Regions from separate parts of the Zea mays genome. Here region 1 is linked to region 2. A link is a contact called in public Hi-C data. All regions are on one chromosome and are shown on one strand. The core of a region is the stretch at or near the end of the contact, and the rest is flanking DNA. Distances in the headings are between cores, read along the strand shown. Region 1 holds the start of LOC100282081. Region 2 holds the start of LOC103649719 (annexin-like protein RJ4).

The links. Hi-C and Micro-C count contacts between places; a contact is called where the count stands out from the background.
Region 1: a Hi-C map of ear shows a contact between it and region 2, with 1.8 times the contacts expected there. The contact joins the promoter of LOC100282081 here to the promoter of LOC103649719 in region 2. A contact is called at or near these places in 8 of 25 Hi-C or Micro-C datasets (ear, leaf, root tip and 2 more).

The regions. Positions count from the first base shown.
Region 1 is chr3:14,320,749-14,324,716 of Zm-B73-REFERENCE-NAM-5.0, reverse strand. It overlaps LOC100282081, which reads right to left and starts at 1,605. Exons shown (of 12, transcript NM_001154994.2): 1 at 1,411-1,605; 2 at 915-966; 3 at 728-807; 4 at 463-544; 5 at 301-371; 6 at 117-196; 7 at 1-29. The coding sequence starts at 1,520.
Region 2 is chr3:14,124,769-14,128,661 of Zm-B73-REFERENCE-NAM-5.0, reverse strand. LOC103649719 (annexin-like protein RJ4) reads right to left here and starts at 1,491. Exons shown (of 5, transcript XM_008675454.3): 1 at 1,364-1,491; 2 at 936-1,081; 3 at 630-851; 4 at 220-534; 5 at 1-69. The coding sequence starts at 1,439. It also overlaps the pseudogene LOC103651767.

The sequences.
Region 1 (3,968 bases), core at 356-2,855, 200 kb before region 2:
TTGAGGGGATATAGAGAACATTACTTGCCCTAGTATGTCGTTGAAGAAGAGGAGAGCATCACTGGTTAGAATTGGTACAAAATAGATAATTTGTATATTGTTTCATTCAAGTCTACCTTTACGAATAACTTTCAACCCACAATCTCCCACACTTGCAATTTTTAGAGTCCCGGTCTTCTCAAGCATGGCGATGATTCTATATTACCATGAAATGAATTGTACATCTTTTTAAGTATCATTAAAAACAAAGAGTTACTTGTAAGGCCATATAAAACATAGCACTTTAGAAACAATGCTTACACTGTTGCAGATCCAATAGAAGAAGTTGCAGCATGAGCTTTCATGAGAAGAATCTGAGGATCATGACTGACCTGCAACTTCCATGTGACATGAATTTGTTACAAGCACATAGAGTAAAGAAAATGATGCCTATAAATAGTGTTGAGGTTTAGCAAGAGATACCGCCTCATCATTGAGGAAATTAGAGCTGTTTCTCATGAGCTCTCGAGAGAATAGAGCTGGATTGACATTCTTTTCTGCCCATCTGTCAGTAGATAAGAGAATGACTAGCAGGATAAAAACCATGTGTTAATGCATATTACTGAAAACAACATATGTTTATTGGAAGTGCTAGAAACACTCAGAAGTAAAAAAAACATTGACTGCAGTTCACTGCAGAACTTCTTTTGTGTGGAAAAACAGTTTATTGCAACAAAGATGGGAATACCCCGAGACACCATCTGCAATGGCAAATACTCCGCCAGCATCGCTATTGGCAAAGAAAGCATCTTCTCCGCCACTTGCAGCCTATGGAATATAAAATATAAATGGATGTCTGGCAAGCTCAATTGCAAAAGGACGCAAACAATGATCACCGAACAATTTGAATTATGCGGTTAAAATAAATAACTAACCTTTCTTGGGTGTGGGATTAGATGAGCACCAATAGACAGCACAGCTTCCAACCTACAATGACAGGTTCATATGACTGAATACCGAGTTGTTGACAGATGAAATAGACTTCAATAACTTAAGAGCTATAATTAGCTGCAGCTACAACCTACAATAGTGACCTTAGTTAGCTGAAGCAATCAACTTAAATTTGCACCTCAATGGCAACAACAAGAGTTGATGTTGATAGTAACCAGAACTAGGGGCATCAAATCAAACGCACATAGATTAATATAAAACATCACTGGGCGCTGCACACATACGAGGAGCAAGTTGTGCTAAACTGGGTTGCACAAAGATAAAGGTGCATAAAATGGACGGGAAAAAAACTGAATTGCAATTTCATAGTGTCCTAGTTTAAATTAGTGATGCAAACATTACTCCAGCCTCCCCAGACATCTGAGAATATCCGAGCAACAGAGTCAAGGCAGACGCGCGGGGGGGCAAAGACGGCCGTACTTGGCTGCGCGAACAGGGGAGAAGCGCGAGCGGCGGTTTGGAGGATGAAGAGACGGGGAAGGGGTGCTGAAGCGCGGGGGCGAGAGGCGGGAAGCAGTGGAGGCCACCATTGCAATCACCTCGCTACGGTCGCTCGCGGCAAAGGCAACGGCTGTGGTGGTGGCGGAGGGGTGGAGGCAGACATGCCACATCAGCACCGGGGCTACATGCCTGTTGCTATTGCTACTCGCAGGTGGCGTTCACCTTTTTACGTCTCCCGGAATATATATATTTTTAGGCCTTGTTCGTTTGTGCCGAATTGGTGGGTCGGAACGATTCCTAACCGGATTGCTTCTCTAATTTATATAAACTTTGATTAACCGGAACGATTCCGGGTGCAATCCGACGTAAACGAACAAGGCCTTAGTCGAAAACATAAACACATGAACAAGAAAAATATCCTTCGAAAGTACAGAAAAACGTAAACACGCGAATAATAAAAATATAGAAATGACACAAGAATGCAGCTGCAGAATAGAAGATTGAAAACATTAAAATTTGGGGAAATGATTATTTGGATGGAAAGTAGGCAAAATGTAGGGGTTTCACCCCTTGGTGTGGCCCACGGATTTTAAGGGTAAAAACCGGTAGGTACTGGTATCGGTTTTTAGACAGAAAACTGGTGAAGACCGACCGATTTGATAATTTAAATTTAAAACTCGGCTTTTATTGTTTTAATTTTTTTGATCGATTTGAATTTTCAAATTTTAATAAACGGGCTCAGAGATTTCTCGACGGTAAACCGATATTTCTAGTCGGATTTTATTGTGTTTACCGGTTTTTATTGTTTTTAAAAAAACACTAATTAATATTGTATGTTTTATTATAATTTTGTATGTTTTTATTCTATACTATACTAAGTGAGTGCTCGTGCGTTGCAACGGGATCATATAATACCAATAAAAATATATATATAACACATAATGACAGGTTAACTTTGAAGCATTAATAATTAGTAGAGATTTTACTAATGAAATTACACGGAGCCCAAAAGAGTAAAATTTGTTGAAATTATATGGAGAAGGGGGTCACATATGGACGATGTGCACATAAAGGTGATTAGAGATGAAGCGGGACGCCTCGCACGACGCGTATGGACACCGAGGAAAGCGACGACACGACACTGTGCAACGTGCTGATGAGGAACTTGAGCGGGGAGGAGGTCTGGACCTTGAAGACGACTGGGAGGGATGTGTGCAGGGAGCGGAGGCAGAGGTCGACACGACACTTGGAGTTTGCTTGAAGTCTATCACCACTTCATCCTCCTCCACCTCTAGGAGAATCTGCAAGAATCACCCCCTCCGCCTCATATCTATAAATAATTTAAGGAAATGACTGGACTGAATCAAACGAAGAGAAACAAAAGATAAGAGAGACTTTCGCTCACTAGACAAGGATACCAACAACACTCATGCAGTGTTTCTCCCTAGGTAACAAGTCAGTTGTACGATACTGGATAGTTACAACAACCTGAAAATCATTGATAAGTCATATGTATATACAACAGATCTTGGTAACTGTCGGGGACCATAATTAGGGGTACCCTCAAGTCTCCTAATTCTCAGCTGGTAACCCCCATCAGCATAAAGCTGCAAAGGCCTGATGGGTGCGATTAAGTCAGGGATCGGTCCAATCGAGGGACTCGATCGCGCCTCGCCCGAGCCTAGCCTCGGACAAGGGCAGCCGACCCCGGAGGATCTCCGTCTCGCCCGAGGCCCCCCTCCAGCGACGAACATACTTCCGGCTCGCCCGAGGCCCTGTCTTCGCCAAGAAGCAACCCTGACCAAATCGCCGCGCCAACCGACCAAATCGCAGGAGCATTTAATGCAAAGGTGGTCTGACACTTTTATCCTGACGCGCACCCTTCAGTCGACAGAGCCGAAGTGACCGCAGTCACTTCGCCGCTCCACTGACCGGCCTGACAGAAAGACAGCGCCGCCTGCGCCGCTCCGACTGCGGTGCTACTTGACAGAGTGAGGCTGACAGGCAGTCAGGCCCGGCCGCAGGCACCATAGGAAGCTCTGCTTCGCCCGACCCAGGGCTCGGACTCGGGCTCAACCCCTGATGACGGCGAACTCCGCTCCGCCCGACCTAGGGCTCGGACTCGAGCTCATCCCCTGAAGACGGCGAACTCCGCTCCGTCCGACCCAGGGCTCGGACTCGGGCTAAGCCCCGGAAGACGACAAACTCCGCTCCGCCCGACCCAGGGCTCGGACTTGGGCTCAGCCCCAGAAGACGATGAACTCCGCTCCGCCCGACCCAGGGCTCGGACTTGGGCTCAGCCCCAGAAGACGACGAACTCCGCTTCGCCCGACCCCAGGGCTCGGACTCAGCCCTGGCCTCAGCCGACGGTCTCCGCCTCGCCCGACCCAGGGGCTTGGACTCGACCACGGCCACGGAAGACGGACTCGACCTCGACCTCGGAGGAGCCTCCACATCGCCCAACCTAGGGCGCGGGCCGGCCACGTCAACAGGAGGCGCCATCATTACCCTACCTCGAGCTGACTCGGGCTACGGGG
Region 2 (3,893 bases), core at 242-2,741:
CAGCAGCACCACCCTGGCCAGGCTATCCTCGTCGGTCCCTGCGGACTCGCGCGTCGCGCTCCTCAGCACCTGCTTAATCGATCTAGCTCAGAATCAATATTTCCAGGCGACAATATAACACATTACAATGGCAATGGCAATCACAGTTACAGTTGAGTTCATCAACAAGGACGATTCGATGATCACATTCATATCGATCGCCTCTCCTCTCTCGCTCACCTTGGCGAAGTACTTGCTGGGATCTGCGACGCACCTCACCGCCGCCCGCAGCGCGCGCAGGTACCCCGTGGGGTCGGTGCCGCGCGGCAGCGCCTTGGCGACGCTGCGGCGGTGCTCGTCCTTGAAGCAGCCGAACGTGGCCCTGAGCTGCGCCTTGCTCCGGGTGCCCACGACCCGGATGAGCTCCTCGTGGCCCCCCGCGCCGCCGCCGTCCCTCACGGCCTCGTGCACGGCCTTCGCCTCCGACCGCGCTAGCTCCATGTCCACGCTGTCGGCGCCGTCGTACCTGTACGTGCTCACCAGGGCGAGCAGGAGCTGGAGGATGCATGGATCATGATTCATGCATGCATATATGCCAACCTATAGGGCCGGCCGGGGGAAATAAGCAACGCAAACGCAGGCAGGCGTACGCTGCGAAGGTTGCCGGCCGTGGCACGAGCGGCGACGTCTTCCTCCAGGGAGCGCCTGTACAGGGCATGGTAGGCCTTCTTGACGGCCACGAGCTCGGCGGACGAGTTGGCGCACGCGATCTCCACGATCACCGCGCACTCCTCCTGGAGGCACTCCGTCGCGGCGTTCGCCATCACCGCCTGCCTCTCGGCGGGGCCCAGCATCCAGTGGTACACTGCTCTCTGCACCCTCAAATTCGTCAGCTCAGGCGATGTCAAAAAAAAAAAACTAATTATACCAGATGATGAAAGCACGGTGATCGGAACCTCAAAATCGCCGGTGAGCTCGGACTGGAGGCGCTGGACTAGGCTCTCGCCGTACTTGTGCTCGTATTCCAGCGCGATCTGCTCCCTCTGCGTCGCGTCGCGGTGGGCTAGGATGCCTATCACCGCCTGCTCGTCGGTGCCCCATCCTGAATATAATGAACCACAGTGAAAAACAGCTCGCAAGTCGGTCATTTCTAATGTATTGTTTTGTTCCTTCCACCGGGGATGGAGGCTGTGCAAAGGAGCACAATATTGCAGTTTTGAATGCGTGCATGCAGCTTTTCAGCTCCCCTGTCTGTCCGTTTATTTAAGAAAAAGAATATGTTTACGTAAACATAACCTAGCTAGCTAATAATGAAAGATGAGGCCAATGTTTGAGCGTTTTACGCTCGTGTCAGAGAGATCAGGCGGAGCAACAATGACCTTACCCTGGAACGCCTTCAAGAGAGCCGCGGCATCTTCAGCAGGAGAAGGGACAACTCGAGGAACAGCAATTGTTGCCATTTTTCTTTTTCACTATGCCCTGATCTCTCCCTCCTCCTTTCTTTTCTTTCTTTTTCTCTAGATTGGTTCGTTTGTTCATCACAGCAACACCCACCCACCCCCTGGTATTTATGGAGATATGATATCTGACCGTTTGCTAGAATTGAAACCTTGAAGAAACTGCATGGTAATAATAATCCAGCGCGTTACTCCGTTTTTTTTTCTCCGGTTAGTTTTAGCATTTAACTGTGGGGTGTTTCAGATTTCGATGCCTGTGAGTTTCAATGTCTCGGAATATCCATGGTTTTGGTAAAAACAAACAAAACGAATACAGTATATATATAGTATCAAGGACAAAGAAAAATAGCTTTGACATACATCCACACCAAATTCTGCTTGCTAATGGATATGCGATTTTGTTTTATACGTTGTTGCATATTTCTATCACATATATTTTATTTACGTCGAATATACTCTTGCGTGCAAGGTTCACCGTCCCGTTTTCAACATATTTCTCGCTCAACAGCGAGAACGAAATCCGCCCAAAAACCGTTAATCCCGAGTGGTTTGTATTTTTCAAATTTAAAATACCGTTTTCCGTTTTTCTCGGTGAAAACAACCGCTTCTCAACTGGTTTTCGGTCATTTTTCGCCGGGAAACGCCACTTAACAGGTTCGAGTTCAAATTAACGGGTCTACAACAAATCAGATTATTTTTTTATATTAAAATATAAGCTTTTGAATTAAAAAAGTACATTTCCTGCCTCTTGAAAATCTCTAGTTTAAAATATAAGTACATTTCCTTACAGGTTACCACTAAAATAAAACCATTCTTTGGCCATTGTGCTAAAAAACCAAGTTATTTCTACTTCAAGATGGAACTTGATTCTAGTTCATGTAATATGAAAAATTGGTTCTTATATGTTGAAATAACTGACCTTATGTTTTCGACTTTCACCTCGACATTAATCCAGCTATCCTTTCTTGATGTTCTGTAGGCTAGTTGAATCACACATTCAACTTGCTCATCCTGTGATACTTCTGCAAGTTCCTCGATGCCCATGGCTATGACGGGGCAGTATAGCTCCACCTTCCAGAGCCAGCTTGCTGAGAGGCATATGAGAACATTGGTAATGGTGCCCCGTATGAATGGTTTGAGGATCTCAGTTCAACTAATTCAGTTAGTTACTGCAAGATTCATCATCTGTATCCATTGGTTCTCAAGGATTGCCGCAACGATCTTTACAGTGTTCTTTGCAGCATCTCTGCACTTTGAACCAGTAAACTGGGTTCTTAGTGATCCTTGACGGAGATCATGAGGAGCTTTTTAGATGCACACCTGAAAGGCCAGGGACAAGAAAACCATAACACATCCTTGAAGTTGGCATGAGGTTGTATCTCAAGAAACTAAAATGACGATTTCTTGTCTGGATAATACGTCAGCACTAAGTTGACAATGGCGACGAAGACCTGTATCATATCTTGTTCGTCTAGAATTTTTTGTGTCTTTGTTTTAAAGTGGACAGGCTTTGACGTCCATAGGGATACCCGCATACTACACTTTGCAAATATGGAGAAGGTGAAAGGGAAATGGATTTAACCATTTTCTCTAATTATTTTTGGTGCTTTATGACTATCACGACCTTATGGACTAACTAGTTTGCATAGTCTTTGATTTACATGTGCAAAAGTCCACTCAACTCAATTCTAAGTCAAAACAGCTCAAATCCAACCACAAAGGGGTAAAACTTGGAAAATATGAAGAATATCAAGTTTCACACTTTGGTTAAGTACTTAAGTTAAATACACCCCTAGGAACATATTTGATACATCTAAGGAGGTTGGATGACTCAAATTTACAAAAAACACTCATTTGGAGCTAGTTAGAGCAAAAACAGCTTTATGAGAAAGAGAGAAGAAAAAGTCCAAGAAATGTAACTTAGACTAGTTGGATTGTCATTGCAAGTGTTTGTCTAAGTCATAGAAATATCTTCAAAGTCGGTCAAAAGGCTTCATAAAAGATTTGCACAAAGCAAAGAAAAATGGGCTACTGGCTGGCTCACCGGACCGTCCGGTGGCGCACCAGACCATCTACACAGAGAGCATGTAAATCAGGACTTCTCTGAGCTGGCGCACTGGACCGTCTGACATGTTCCAATGGTCGGCTAACACCATCGGAATAGTAACCTGCAAAGCCAGTGTTCACGGTCAGGTGCACCATTGTTAGACCACTTTTGTGCAGAATTTTCCAACAGTTCATTTGGTGGTTAGAGACTATAAATACCCCCAACCAGCATATTGAAGACACAAGATTTGCTCTAACCTACTACACATTAAGTACAACTTCTCTAGGCATTCAAAGCTAATTCTGTGTCACGTTTGATCTGTTTTGCATTTGAGAGACTTAGTGGCTTGAGCAAAAGAGAGTTGTGAGTTCTTGTGTCCTTGATTCGAGATTTTCACTTCACTCCCTTCC